3 separate regions of the Mus musculus genome follow, and regions 2 and 3 are each linked to region 1. A link is a contact called in public HiChIP or PLAC-seq data. All regions are on one chromosome and are shown on one strand. The core of a region is the stretch at or near the end of the contact, and the rest is flanking DNA. Distances in the headings are between cores, read along the strand shown.

The links. HiChIP or PLAC-seq counts read pairs in DNA pulled down with a chosen protein or histone mark.
Region 2: an H3K27ac HiChIP or PLAC-seq map of microglia shows a contact between it and region 1, with 7 times the contacts expected there. The contact joins the promoter of Mrtfb here to the promoter of Ntan1 in region 1. A contact is called at or near these places in 1 of 484 Hi-C or Micro-C datasets (regulatory T cells) and 1 of 115 datasets of contacts at active chromatin or transcription factors (microglia).
Region 3: a contact with region 1 is called in an H3K27ac HiChIP or PLAC-seq map of embryonic stem cells, with 2.7 times the contacts expected there. The contact joins the promoter of Abcc1 here to the promoter of Ntan1 in region 1. A contact is called at or near these places in 1 of 484 Hi-C or Micro-C datasets (muscle stem cells) and 3 of 115 datasets of contacts at active chromatin or transcription factors (bone marrow-derived macrophages, embryonic stem cells and pancreatic cancer cells).

Annotation. Positions count from the first base shown.
Region 1 is chr16:13,816,712-13,821,210 of GRCm38.p6, reverse strand. It overlaps Ntan1 (N-terminal Asn amidase), which reads right to left and starts at 1,960. Exons shown (of 10, transcript NM_010946.4): 1 at 1,775-1,960. The coding sequence starts at 1,855.
Region 2 is chr16:13,254,697-13,259,195 of GRCm38.p6, reverse strand. It overlaps Mrtfb (myocardin related transcription factor B), which reads right to left and starts at 2,715. Exons shown (of 17, transcript NM_001122667.2): 1 at 2,642-2,715.
Region 3 is chr16:14,359,407-14,363,905 of GRCm38.p6, reverse strand. Abcc1 (ATP-binding cassette, sub-family C (CFTR/MRP), member 1) reads right to left here and starts at 2,348. Exons shown (of 31, transcript NM_008576.3): 1 at 2,263-2,348. The coding sequence starts at 2,310.

The sequences.
Region 1 (4,499 bases), core at 711-3,210:
GACAGGGCTCACACAGAGAGGATGCTGCAGTAGTTAAAACTGCTGTGGGAAACCTACCAGAAGTGGGGTCCCAGCACTCACAAGCCAAGACTCCCACACATGACTGTAACCCCAACTCTGAGGTGCGTGAGGCAAGAGGATGGCTAGGGCTTGCTCCATCCCAGCCTAGCTAAGACACATATTCAGGGAGAGACCGTGACTCAAAGGAATTACACACAGTGGAGAGACAGGTGCTTGATGCCACCTTCTGGCCTCCCTGTGCACACACATACACACTCACCTATGTGCGCATACATTCACACAGATAAGTACAGAAAGATCAGCATGTGCTAGTGCACATCTTTAACGCCAGCATGTGGGATGAAGGAGAGAGAAGAGCTCTTAGAGCCAGACGCCAGCCTACAGTGAGACTCCAGAGCAACACAGACCCTATCCCAAATCTTTTTAAACAGAAGATTGCCTAGCATATAAATAAAGTAGGGGAGGCAGAGGCAGGTAGATCTCAGAGTTTGAGGCCAGAATGGTCTACGGAACAAGTTCAGGACAGCCAAGGCTCCACAGAGAAATCCTGTCTCAAAAACAAAATTGAACCAAAACTTAGAAGAATGGTTGTGACCAAGGACCTGATTTTCTACTTTCCTCTACGGAGCCTTCACATCATCCCCTAAGGCAAGTGGGCCTGAAGTCCTCACTCCAACTGTTCCCCTGGCCTCTATGTGCAGCCCTCTTTGCCCTCCTCACTGGGGGCCTCCTTGGCCCCACTTCCCTGCTCTTGAAAACCAACTCTCCACTCTGCATCCTTTCTGGGCTGCGTCTCCCTAAATAAACCAAACCCTTGCTTCCGGAGACACCACCCTACATCACCTCGTCTCTGCCTCATGTAATGTGCTGCGTGGCCACTAAAACTACAAGTTTCAGACACAGGAGAGAGGCTCCTAAATCCTTGAAGTGCTGGAACTTTTCTTGTGTTATTTCTGGCTTCATCGACACAGTGTACAGTGCCTAGCCCGATTTGTAGGAGCCAGTATTAGGATCAGGCTGTCTTGAAATTCAAATTAACAGTCAGTCTCCCTGTCCCGTAGTTCTCAGGGGTCATTCTGCCCATTCACTTACCCAACAAATATTCGGTTAGCACAATGCCATCTGCTTTCAGGAAGCATTTGCTCCAGGAAGCAGATCCAGGGGAAGACAAAGCAAGTAAGCAGACAGAACCACAAACTCCACAGAGACGCAGTGCTTCACCTCTCAGAGGGAACGTGGGCATCTTTCCTTCAAGGCTATAACTGATTAGGAAACAGGTCCCGTCCTAGACTGTACTATGTGAGATCCATGGACGGGCTGAGTCCAAATTAGTATGTGGGATACTTGGTCATCACTGCCTTCACTATGAGCCCTCTTTCAGAAGTCCCCACAAGGAAAGAACAAGACTCCATCAGGGAGCAGTCCTCCCGGACCCAGCAACTTCCAAACGAATCCCTTATTTCTAGCTAAAAAATAATCCGCGCCCCTCTACGCCCTGGGGGGCAGGAATGAGCGCGCAAAGAACTGGGACCCCCGCCCACACCTTTCTGCAGCTGGGTAATGCGGGGATCCGCACGAGCGCCCCGACTTGCAGAGCCCGCCGAGTGTCCTCGCGCTGTGTACGCGCTGTGCGACCTTCCGTAAGTCACCTTAACCTCTCTGGGCCTCGTCTCACCAGGTCCCTAGTGAAAGCGCGTCGGCGGCCGGGCTGCGGAGTTCCCATCCGCCCCGAAAGCCCGGGTAGGTCGCTCACCTCCAGAGGCGGGTGCGCCCGGACCAGCTCCACAGCGGACCGTGGCAGACGGACGCGCTGCCCATCCACCAGCAGTGGCATCGTCTAGGCCGCCGCCAGGCCGAGTTAGGTGGCCACCGCCCCGCCCCGCCCCGCTCCGCTTCGCCCCGCCTCGGGGCATGCCACGCCCACCGTGGGCGCCGCGCCCACCGCGGACTCGGCCCGGATGTGTAGTCCAGGCGGACGTGGAGCAGCCCGAAGAGATCGAGGAGACGGAATAGCCCTTGGGCTGCAAGGCATCACGGGAGATGTAGTCCAAACTTTGTCGGCGTCCACTCACTACCCGTGTCCCTCCTGGCTGGTGCCAGCAGCTGTAGTCGCAGAGACTTGAGCATTAAGGACGCGGAAAGGAGAACCTCGAGGGTAGCCTCGCGCTTTGCGTCACCCAGCCCTGACCCCTGCCTCGGCCGAGTTGATTCGCAAAAGTTTATTCAGTCAACGTCCCTTTCAGCTGGCAGACGTAGTGCAGAAGGCGTGGGGAACCCGAGAATTGCGGCCCCAGCTAGCACCGCGGGGGCGTAAGCGCGGAAGAAACAGGGTCCTCACATATACCTGCTTTTGTTATATAACTCCTCCCCCTCACCCCCCACCCCCCAGTTATCCCGGATTGGTTAATGAAGGTGCCTACAGCCTGCAGCTGGGCAGAAGAGAAGTAGGAGGGGCTTGGGGTCTGACGCAGGGACCACAGGGAAGGAGAGCGGGAGTTTCTATTGGTGTACAATTCCACCAGGCTCAGGCCAAGAGCTACCCAGCAACAGCTTGTGTCATTGCCCGCTGCCCGCCAGGTGCAAGGCAAGTGTGACAGCAGCACCAGCATACAGAGGAGTCACTACCCCAGTTCTTTCACTCTCTATTCCCATGTGTTCTCAGGCAGCCTCTCTTCCCTCTCTTTGTCCTCCGCTTCTGCCCCTTTCTATATCCCTATTCATTTCATCTTTATATTTGATCTGTCTCAAGGTGTGATTCCTCAGGGGGATACCTTGACATGGGCCCGCCCACCGCATTATCCCGGAGCTTTATATTTCATAAGTTTCAGATAGGCTAGGAGGATGAACTGGAGCAATGAGGAAAGAGTCTGGAGCAAGATCATGAAAACACACGAAGCCCAAAGAACCTGACGATAAGAATTGGGGTCATGGGTGGGAGGTAGCCAGATTATCTTAAGAGGTTAACAGATCATTTAACTCCTCAGCTATTGAGGAGCTGCTTGGAATAAATCTTGTTTTCTCCGCGTGGTTAATGTTATGGAGACTAGCATGAGATAAAGAAATACAGTCGGGCAGTGGTGGAGTGGTGGCGCATGCCTTTAATCCCAGCACTTGGGAGGGAGAGAGGAGAGAGGAGAGAGAGAGGGGAGAGGGGAGAGGGGAGAGGGGAGAGGGGAGAGGGGAGAGGGAGAGGGAGGGAGAGGGAGAGGGAGAGAGAGAGGGAGGGAGAGAGAGAGAGAGAGAGAGAGAGAGAGAGAGAGAGAGAGAGAGGGAGAGAGAAATCCGGTTGCCAGATAAATCCGGTTTGAGGCCCTTATTTCTGCTGGTTTGGATCCTACCCATCATTATTTAGGCTTTAGTCTCATTCTGTGGTCTGACAAGTTTTTTTAGGTCTCATTGAGATCTCTTCTGGAGACAAGTTCCCCTTCAGAATGGTGCCATTGCCTTCTTCCAGCAGGAGATTCCTAGAGAAATTCACATTTCTTTGATTTTCTTTTATCTCCTTAATATTTATTTTCTCTCTTTGTTTGTCGAGACAGGGTTTCTCTGTATAGCCCTGGCTGTCCTGGAACTCACTCTGTAGACCAGGGTGGCCTCGAACTCGCCTGCCTCTGCCTCCCGAGTGCTGGGATTAAAGGCGTGCGCCACCACGCCCAGCTACAATTCTCATTCTTATACTGAGGTTAAGAACAACTTTTTTTTTTAAATTAGATATTTTTTTTCATTTACATTTCAAATGCTATCCCCTTTCCTAGTTTCCTTTCCGAAAATCCCCTATCCCCTCCCCCTTCCCCTGGCTCCCATACCCACCCACTCCCACTTCCTGGCCCTGGCATTCCCCTGTACTGGGGCATAGAATCTTCACAAGACCAAGGGCCTCTCCTTCCACTGATGGCCGACTAGGCCATCCTCTGCCAGTACACAGTTGTAGGAAGTCAGGACAGGAACTTTAGGAACCTACTTACTGGCTCATTCCTCTTGGCTTGTACATACAGCCTCCTAGCTTTCTTAGAACACCCAGGACCACCTTCCAAAGTGGTATTTCCCCTGGTGGCCTAGCCCCTTCTACAACAACCATTAATCAAGAAAATGCTCTACAGAGTTGTCTACAGGCCCATCTAATAGAGATAGGCCGGACTGATGAAGGCATTTTCTCAGTTGAGGTTCCTCTTCCCAAAAGATTTAGCTTGTATCAATTCTTATCGATCCTAAGGTTGTGTAGAAAACAAACCAGGACACCTCAGGAGGTGCCACTGACAAGCCTAACTCAGCACGATTCCACTCAAGTTCACTTGAGGAGTGAATGAGTTTTGGGGCTTCCTTACAGAAGTATTAGGTGAAATATTACCTACAGTGATGTGGGTGTCCTCCACCTAACCAGCTGCATCTGCAGGAATGAGGGCCCCTCCCCTAGTCATCGCAGGCCCAACTACTCTGCCGCACCACACAATTAAGGCACTGTCATACAACGGGTGGCA
Region 2 (4,499 bases), core at 1,466-3,965, 560 kb after region 1:
CTAGTAGTGTTCCTTCCTTCAAGGCCTCTCCACCAGCTCTTCTTCCAGGTTCCTGCCCTGAGTACCTACGCTGACTTTCTAAAATGATGGACTGATAGGGAAGTGTAAGCAAAAACAGACCTCTTCTTCCCAAGTTTCTTTTGGTCATGTGTTTACCATGGCAGAAAATCCTAACTAGAATAATGATTAATAAAAACAACCAAAACAATTGGCCTTTTTTTTACCCTGGAACTGGATAGTGTTTGCCTAATGCAATAAAAATGAATTACTTTCACTTAGATGAATTGTTCAACTTTACAAGGGTTCATTGTATCTATGTCTAGACAACTTTAAATGTGGCATCCTATTTTCATAAGTCTTTACTTAGATGTTAATTTCCATAGTGCCTTTCTAAAGTAATAAGCAATACAGAATAAATGTTCTATAGCAAGAAGCAACTTATATTTAAAGAAAAAAAGGCAAAAATAAACTTTTTCAGATTTAAACAATTTGGAATTTACTGCTGTAGCTACAAATGGACTGAGCTGAACTTTTCTTGATTTTTTTTCCCCTTCCATGGAGAAGTTTCCAATGAAGACAAGCTTGTTTGTGAGCCAACCCCTAGAACTGCTTAGATAGGTAATTTTAGTTTTCACTTTTGAGCACATCTGTATTCTCCAAATGCACTACTATCCCTAAGTAGAAAAGGCTCCGGGGCTACACTGGTACTCAAGGACACTCCCAACAGCCCATCACCATCCTGGCTTCCAACTCCACTCTCACCTCATGCCAGTCAGCAGTTCAAGTGTGACCAACATTTCCAACAAGGATTCCCCCAAAAGAGAAACAACTGCAGATGAACAGGTACTAACCTGGCTCCTGAGAGCCAGAGATGATGATCCATGAAAGAGTCCCTAGCCAGAGGCTGTCTTTTTATGTATCAGACTCACAGAGAGAATTTTATTTTTACTTCCCAGTGAAAAGTGTGTATTAGATTCTGCTGTTATAATTAGCTAGATAGTGGAGCGTGTGCTTTATATAGTGGTTCTCAAGAGGGCAGAACTGTCCCCATAGCACATTGTTAGTTACTGAAGAGACTCCTAGACGGCAGCGGAAAGCATCTGCAGTGTTTCCAGCCCTGGACCGAGAGCCATCTAACACATGAGTGGTGGAGGTGATAATGAAGGCTACCCTGGCCCACTATAGATTAACATACTTTAGGATTCAATATTGAACCATGTGGCAAGTCATTCTCGAAAACACCCACCACCCTGCCCCAATTATGTAGTCCAACAAGGTGAAGGAAAGGGAACTGTGTGAACTTCCACAGCACATTACACCTGCATCTACTAGACACACATGGAGCATACTGCCAAGTGCAACAATTTCAATCTTCTATTTCCTTATTACTAACAATAAGCATGAGGGATTTTGTGTACTCCATTAAATGTAGAGAACTCGGGCTTTGTATTGGTTACAATGTAGCCTGGAATACAGCATCCCTGGAGGGCTGTATTATCTGAGCCTAACCAGAGACAGGCTGTGATTTATCTTGCACGCTGTCAGTCAGCCTACATTGTTTTTCTCATTAGCATCAATTACCCCAAGTAACACGGTTTTATCTCAGGTCCCAATCTTTGTTCCTGACTTTGAGACTCACTGTCCCACAAGTGCATGCGTACATACGTGAGTGTGTGTCTCCAAACATACTCACTAGCCGCAGGGTCCGTGATATTACGTCCTACCTAGCTGGGTGTCTGGGCTGCACTAACGCCATAGCACGTATTTCTTCTTCACATCTAAAGGAGAGCACTCTACTGACCTTGGATCACGTATAGGAAGATATAGTATGAACTTCGTGTCAGGGTGGCAAACATTTGCCACAGAACCAAAAGTTAGGAACTTCACAACCGCTCATCCTAAGAGTGCGATCTCAAGCTTCAGAAAAGAATCAAACTTTTCAAAGTTTCTTTGCCTGAGGCAAACCTTGAGCTATCCTCGTGGCCTGAGACCCTACACCCGCCGCACCCCTCGTCACTGTCACACCGCGTCTGCTCATACACAGGGCCAAAGGGTAGCTTCTGAACACTGAGAACTAGGCAAAGTTTCAGGGACAGAACAAAAGCGGTGGAAAACTTTCTCCCTGGAAACCCGGAACGCTGCGTGCGTGCAATTTCGGGAGGGCTTGCAGACACACCCTCTGCAGCCCCGCGGGGACCCCAGGGGAAGAGCCGCGAGCAGGGCTGGGGAGGAGGATGGAAGGTGAGTCCGGGGCGTGGGCCGTCCCCATCCCACCACGTCCCCGTCGAGTGGCTCCGGCCAAGGCGCTGCTGCACCTCACTGCAGTTCCAGCGTGGGAGCGCGCAAGCGAAGCGCCTGGTACCAACTCCAGGCTGCCCGGGAAGATCGGGCCGCGGCCGCACACAGGGGACCCCCGACGAGGGAAGCCCGGACCCGGTAGCCCCGAGACCGCGGCCGCCCCGCCCCGCCCCGCCCCGCGCGAGTCCCGGGACAGCGCGCACCCGGAGGCGCCGCAGCAACCTCGAGGGGCCACCGAGGACGCGGGCCTTCCGTCCGTCCCTCTCCCGGGGCCCGGCCTCGCCCTCCGCAGCTCTCCCCTGCCTCAGTCCCAACGGCCGCCTCGCACCCGCTCGCCGCTCACCTCCCCGGCCGCTGCCGCCGCCGCCGCCACCGCTGCCGCAGCTACCACCGGATCTCGCGAGACTTCGCTCCGCCCCCGTGCTTACCCTCCTCCCGTCTGAAGGCACGGAGCCCGTCCTGGAAGCTCCAGGTAGCGCCGAGCCGACTCCCGGAGGTTTACACCCTGCTTCCCTTCTCCCACCCGGCATCCGCCCTCGCCCCTGACCCGGAAAAGTTAAAACCCAGGTGCGAGGCCGCCCGCTCCCGCCGCGCTCTCACCTGGCTGCCCCGGGGCGCATGCGCAGCTGGGCTGCGGAGCTGGGAGCTCTTTGGTTGCTGCCTAAGCTCTGGCTGCTCCCAGTCAGATAGATGGTCAGTCAGTGCCGGCTACCCTAGCAAGCAAACAGCTCATGCTGCCTCACTAAGTGCATTCTTGCCGCCTCCCCATTCCAGAAGGAGGTTGCAGCGGACGAGCAGACCGGCCTGTGGAGTCGGTGCGTTTCTGATGCCACACCCGCACCTGTAGGAACCCCTCCTCTTGAGCCCTGCCTCACTCTCCACCCCTCTGTAGTTCTTCCGAGTGGAAGAAGTGACCCCAATAGGGGGTCTGTTGCAACCCATCTTAATGCAACTAGACAAGAGAACGCTTTTCACACTTTCTCCAACTCTGTAGAGCCCTAAAAGCAAAATATGTTCGAAAACAGTGGGAGAACCCAGGATAGAATGGTTCATGGACATAGAGCCAGGGCATTCGTGGAGTTAGGTCAGCTGTTCGGGGCCACAGGGGGTCGCATATCAGATTCTGTGTATCATTTACATTGATTCATAACAGCAAAATAACTTTATGGTTGGGGGATCACCACAACATGAGGAACTGTATTAAAGGGTCCCAGCATTAGGAAGGCTGAGAACCACTGCATTACGGTGTGACTTCTTCCCAAAAGAAAACTTAAGAGTAATTGCTTCTAAGGAAGAGAGGCTGGCATAGTGAGATGCACTAAAGTGGGTACCCATAACCTCGTGCCTTAGAGTTTTACTGCTGTAAACAGAAAATTGCCATGACCAAGGCAACTCTTATAAGGACATTTAATTGGGGCTGGCTTACGGGTTCAGAGGTTAAGTCCGTTATCATTAAGGCAGGAACATGGCAGCAACCAGGCAGATATGGTACAGAAAGAGTTGAGAGTTCTACAGCTTCATCTGAAGGCTGCTAGGAGAAGAATGGCTTCCAGGCAGCTAGGGTGAGAGCCTTAAAGCCCATGCCCACAGTGACACACCTACTCCAACAAGGCCACATCTTCTAATAGTGCCACTCCCTGGGCAGAGCATATACGAACCATCACACTTCCGAAGCCTGCAATAAAGAAAATACCCATATGGTCTTAGTAACACAGTATTTGAATTTGCATGACTCTAGGGCCTGGCACTGCCTTGTGACAAGGTCTTTGTCTTAGTTTGAGTTTCTATTGCTGTGAAGAGACATTATGACAACTCTTATAAAGGAAAACATTTAATTGGAGCTGGCTTACAGTTCAGAGGTTTAGTATAGTATAGTCATGATGGGAAACATGGCAAAGTGTGGGAAGACATGGTATTGGAGAGGCAGCTGAGAGTTCTACATCTGGATTTTCAGGCAGCAGGAAGAGAGATTGAGCCACTGAGCGTGGCTTGAGCTTTTCAAAACTCATAGCCCACCTCAGTGACACACTTCCTCCAAGGCCACAGCTCCTAATAGTGCCATACCCTGTGGGCCTATGGGGGCCATTTTTATTCAGTCTTGTTTTGTATATTCCTGTGAGCTGGCCCCTCTGTGACAGCTTCTGCAGAATCAAGAGCCTGGAAGGTTCTATCTCATCCCTGAAAACTGCACTGAGGCCTGC
Region 3 (4,499 bases), core at 1,099-3,598, 540 kb before region 1:
ATTTGGTTGTAGGTCTCTGCATCTGCTCCCATCTGAAGGGAAACAGGAGCAGATCTGGGGAAGATGGGGATGTGAAGGGAGGAACAAGGAGGGGAGGAGGGAGGGGAAGCTGCAGTTGGGATACAATACAATACATGAGAGAAGGCTAGACCACGAACACTGATAAGACCATGGCCGCAGCCCAGAAGGGCTGTTCTATAGAAACTGAGCACAGTAAACAATGAAACAACTCAAGATGGTGAGGTCTAGAATGGCAGGGTGTGGCAGCGGTATAGATATGCTGGTGCAAAGCCACCTACTTTAGTTTATTGTTCTTTGAAGCAGTCTTGCTCTAGCACAGCTGGCCTGAATTTCACTTCTCCTGCCTCAGCTTTCCCAATGGTGTGATTACAGATAGGTGCACACCAGGCCAACCAACCCACTCTGTTTTGTGTTTGGATTCTCTAGCTACACATAAGTTCTTGCTTGCCAGTGGCCCTCTCACCCATTCTGATTCCAGGACTCCAGAAACAGGGTGTCCATCAAGCCTAGACCAGTGAGAGAGAAGAGGGGCCGAAAGGAAATCTGCAAGATGAGACTTAAGGGAGGATGGGAAGCTGCCTAAGGGGAAGGCCAGCCACCACTACTGCCAAACACAATCCATCCATCTTCATTTTCTGTGGCAAAAAGTTCCAAGAAGGAAAGAACACCAAGTCAGGCTTCTTGGGTAGGCTTTTTAGCATATTAGAAGCTAGAGAATACCTCCCAACATTTCCTAGTCATCACTGCGCAACAATAGGATACATCCAGATGTGAACTGGTGAGAGGCTTGAGGACCTCAGAACCCACACTGTGGAAAGAGAGTTCCACACAAGTCTGATGTGCGCATGTGCCATGGTATGCATACACTCAAACATACACACACACACAATATATGTATGTGTGTGTTATATATATGCAAAAATAAAATATGCAAACTGGTAGAAAATCTAATGTCTACTTCCCCTCCACCATAAGAGAAAAAAGAAATTCAGGAAATACTCCAGCACCCATGTTAGTGACCCAGATCCCCCTGAGTTCTTGCAAAATAACCTCGTTGTCTCTACACTTGGCACAAGGGTAGAGGACACACAGTGTTCCTGTGTGGCAAACAGGCACCTATCTCTTGCAGACTCCCGAATGTAAATCACAAGCTCTGTTTCCAGCTCTGGAGAAACCTCCAACCTCTTGGCTTTAAAATGAACCATTTATCCAAGTATGGTAAGTTTCTCAACCAAAATTGGCACCCTCCTCACCCAAAAGTCTCCCAGGGGGCCTTCAGGGGTCATCATTCCTAATGCAGTCTATCACGGAGGTACCACAAAACAGAACAAATACTTGTGGGCGCTAACCATCAGCTGCTAAGAAACAGGGATGTTTTTCTTGTTTCTCAAACAAAAAGAAAAGTCATTGTGTCCAGGGTTTCCTATTGTAGTCACTAATAATCAGGACAATGTGATGCAGGAGTGTTCTGGAATAACAGGCAAATCGCATTACAGGAACAGCATTACAGGAACACGAAATACACAAGCACTGGAGATTAGAGCAGTCAGCCAGGGAACCCAGCCTAGGATCATTTCACAAGAAAGCTACCTGGAGAGGGCCTGAAGTCCCCGGGACATCCCCAGAGCAGCGGAGTCTCTCTGACTCAGAGTAGAAGGCACTCTCCTGGTTACAGAGTCCAGGGCATTTTCCACTGCACCCCAAACCTACAAAAAGAGACAGAAAGGCCCTTCTCCCCTCTCTTGGCTTTTCCTTATTTCCTTAAAGTTCCCTGATAGCATTTAGGCAGAAAGGAGAGAGGATGAGAAAAAAAAACATGAAGCCAGAGTAAACGAGAGGTAAAACAAACAGTGGGGAACCCCAACACAAGCGATGGGAAGTCCCTTTCTAGAGTCTGGGCTCCTGCACGGTGCTCTATGATAGTGTGTGCGCGGTAAACGGAGATCCTACCCCCACAAAACACAGAAAATCCCCAATTTGCTGCCTCCAGATCTGGCGTCCCTTCCCGATGGCAGAACCCCAAAGCACAGAGGCACCTCCCCGCACACACCCAGCTCTCCCGGAACCCGGTCCCCAGAGTAAGAGAGCGGCGGCTACGCCGGGGCCCGGGTGGCGAATCCCCGCGTAAGCAGAGCAGGGCTCCGGCTAGGGGAGCAGCTGGGTCCGCGCGTCCCAGCGTCCCCCCACGTCCTCCGAGTCCCCGGTCGCCCCCGCGCCGTCCCCCGCGGCCCACCACCTTACCCAGAGTGGATCGGAGCCATCAGCGCTGCAGAAGCTGCGCAGCGCCATGCGGGCGGCCGGCTGAGCGAGGAGGCGCAGCGCCGCGCGGTTGGCCCGCGTCACCGGGATGCAGCCCCGCCCCACCCCGCCCCGCCCCGCGCGTGGGAGCGAGCACGGCCACGAGTTGCCCTGGCCTGGGCCTGCAGGCCTCGTCTGCAGCTCCCACTCACTGGCGGCTCCTAAAGCCGACACGGCCCGGAAGAACCCCGCACTGGGCCCTCCACACCTGGGCTTCATCCCAGGTGACCCTAACTGTACCGCTGGCCCCCCGCTGCGGGAGAACGCTCGGTGCTTGCGTGATTTTAGGGCTTTTTCCTTCAGTTGCACCTGGAGGGATATGGATGTGAGCTCCCAAGAAAGGAAAGAGAACAGATAAGGAAACTGAGGCTCAGAAAGGTGAGGAAATTCGCTCAGAGTCCCTCAACGAGTAGAAGTGTAGTTCGTTTGAATCAGGAGCCCTATGAATCCATTCTAAACACTGAGATCTCCATCCTGAACACCAGTTTGCCACCCCTCCTCCATGGTCTGCAAAGCACCCTGGGAATTTCTCCCATTCTGAGTGCAGCCAGGAAATAACTCATTTCCTTATTACTTGGTATGAGGAATTTGGGGACAGGGTTTCATATAATAACTAAATCTGGCCTCTAAAGCACTATGTAGTAGAGGATGAATGACCCTGAACTTGTGAGCCCCTCTGCCTCCATTTTTTTTTTTTTTTTTTTTAAGACAGACTGAAGTTTCTCTATGAAGCCCCTGGCTGTCCTGGAACTCAATTTGTAAACCAGGCTGGCCTCGAACTCAGAGATCTGCCTGCCTCTGTCTCCCAAGCTCTGGGATTAAAGGTGTGCATCACCTTTCCTCCACTTCTTATTACCCCAGCCACCTGGGGCGCTGACAACAAAACCCAGGCTTCCTCCTAGGTTTTGTTGTCAGCAGGAACCACTCCACCAGCTGAGCTATGTATACCCCTGAAAAAATATTTTAATTTAAAAAGTAATAAAGAAAATGAGTAAGATAAACAATTTTTGAAGGTCAACCACAAGTCAGGTCCCCCTCAGTATGAATAAGAGTTTGGTGGTGGTGGTGGTGGTGGTGGTGGTGGTGGTGGAGGTGGTGGTTGTAGTAACAGCATTTACTTCTATGTGTGTATGTGTGTGGGTGTGTATATAAACTTGTGCTTGTGGAGGTCAGGACAGCCTGGGAGAGTTGTTTTTTGTGGAACTTTGTGGATTCCAGGGAGCTAACTCAAGTCATCAGGCTTGGCAGGAAGTTTCTTTACCTCTGTGAATAAGTTTTTTAAAGATAATTACTTTCAGGTAACAATTCTCAATGCACTGTTACCCATATTTATTGAGCATCTGCTGTATAGCAGGAGTCTTGCTAGGCTCTAGCAAGCTAGCAGCTGGAATATGCTCAGATCTGACAGACGGGAAAGTGGAGCTGTATTTTCATGTGTTTTAGTGATAAGGCAACAGATCTTAATGACATGCTTTCATAATCGGAAAGTGTATTTGAAACTGTTGCAAGATCCAGGAAGGGGATAAAGAGGATCAAGGGGGCCAGGCCTGCTCAGGTAAAAGTCTAGAAGGCTTTCTGAAAGAAAGCTTTTGAGCTAAACACAAGCATGGTTGGGATTCCAGCCTGGGCTGGGCTGTGTCTTGAGCTGAGGAAAGCAGCCTATAAGAAAACTATGAAGCAGCCAAGACTGGTGGTGAACGCCCACGATCTCAGTACTTGGGAGGCTGAAGGAGGATCTTGAGTTCGAGGCCAACCAGGACTGCATGAGACCCTGACACAAAACGTAGAACAGAGCAGTTCTGGTGACAAAGCTTAGCTGGGTAAGTACTACTGCACAAACCTGAGAACCTGGAGTCTGGACTCCAGCATCCATGTCAGAAAACGCCCATGTGTCAGGGCACATCTGTAATGTGGTCCTGGGGAGATGGAGACAGGCAGATTCCTAGAACTCAACAGCCAGTCAGCCTAGCCCAGTTGTGAAGTCTAAATTCAGTGAGAGATGCTGTCTCAACAAATAAATCAGAGACAGCCAGTGAGATGGCTTATCCAGCAAAGGTGCTTGCATGCAGCTCTGACAACCTGGTCTCCCAAGCCCACAAGGTAGCAAGAGAGGATCGACTCCTGAGGCTCTTCTTTGACCATCACTAGTGCTCCAGAGCACATCTGCACCTGCACTCACA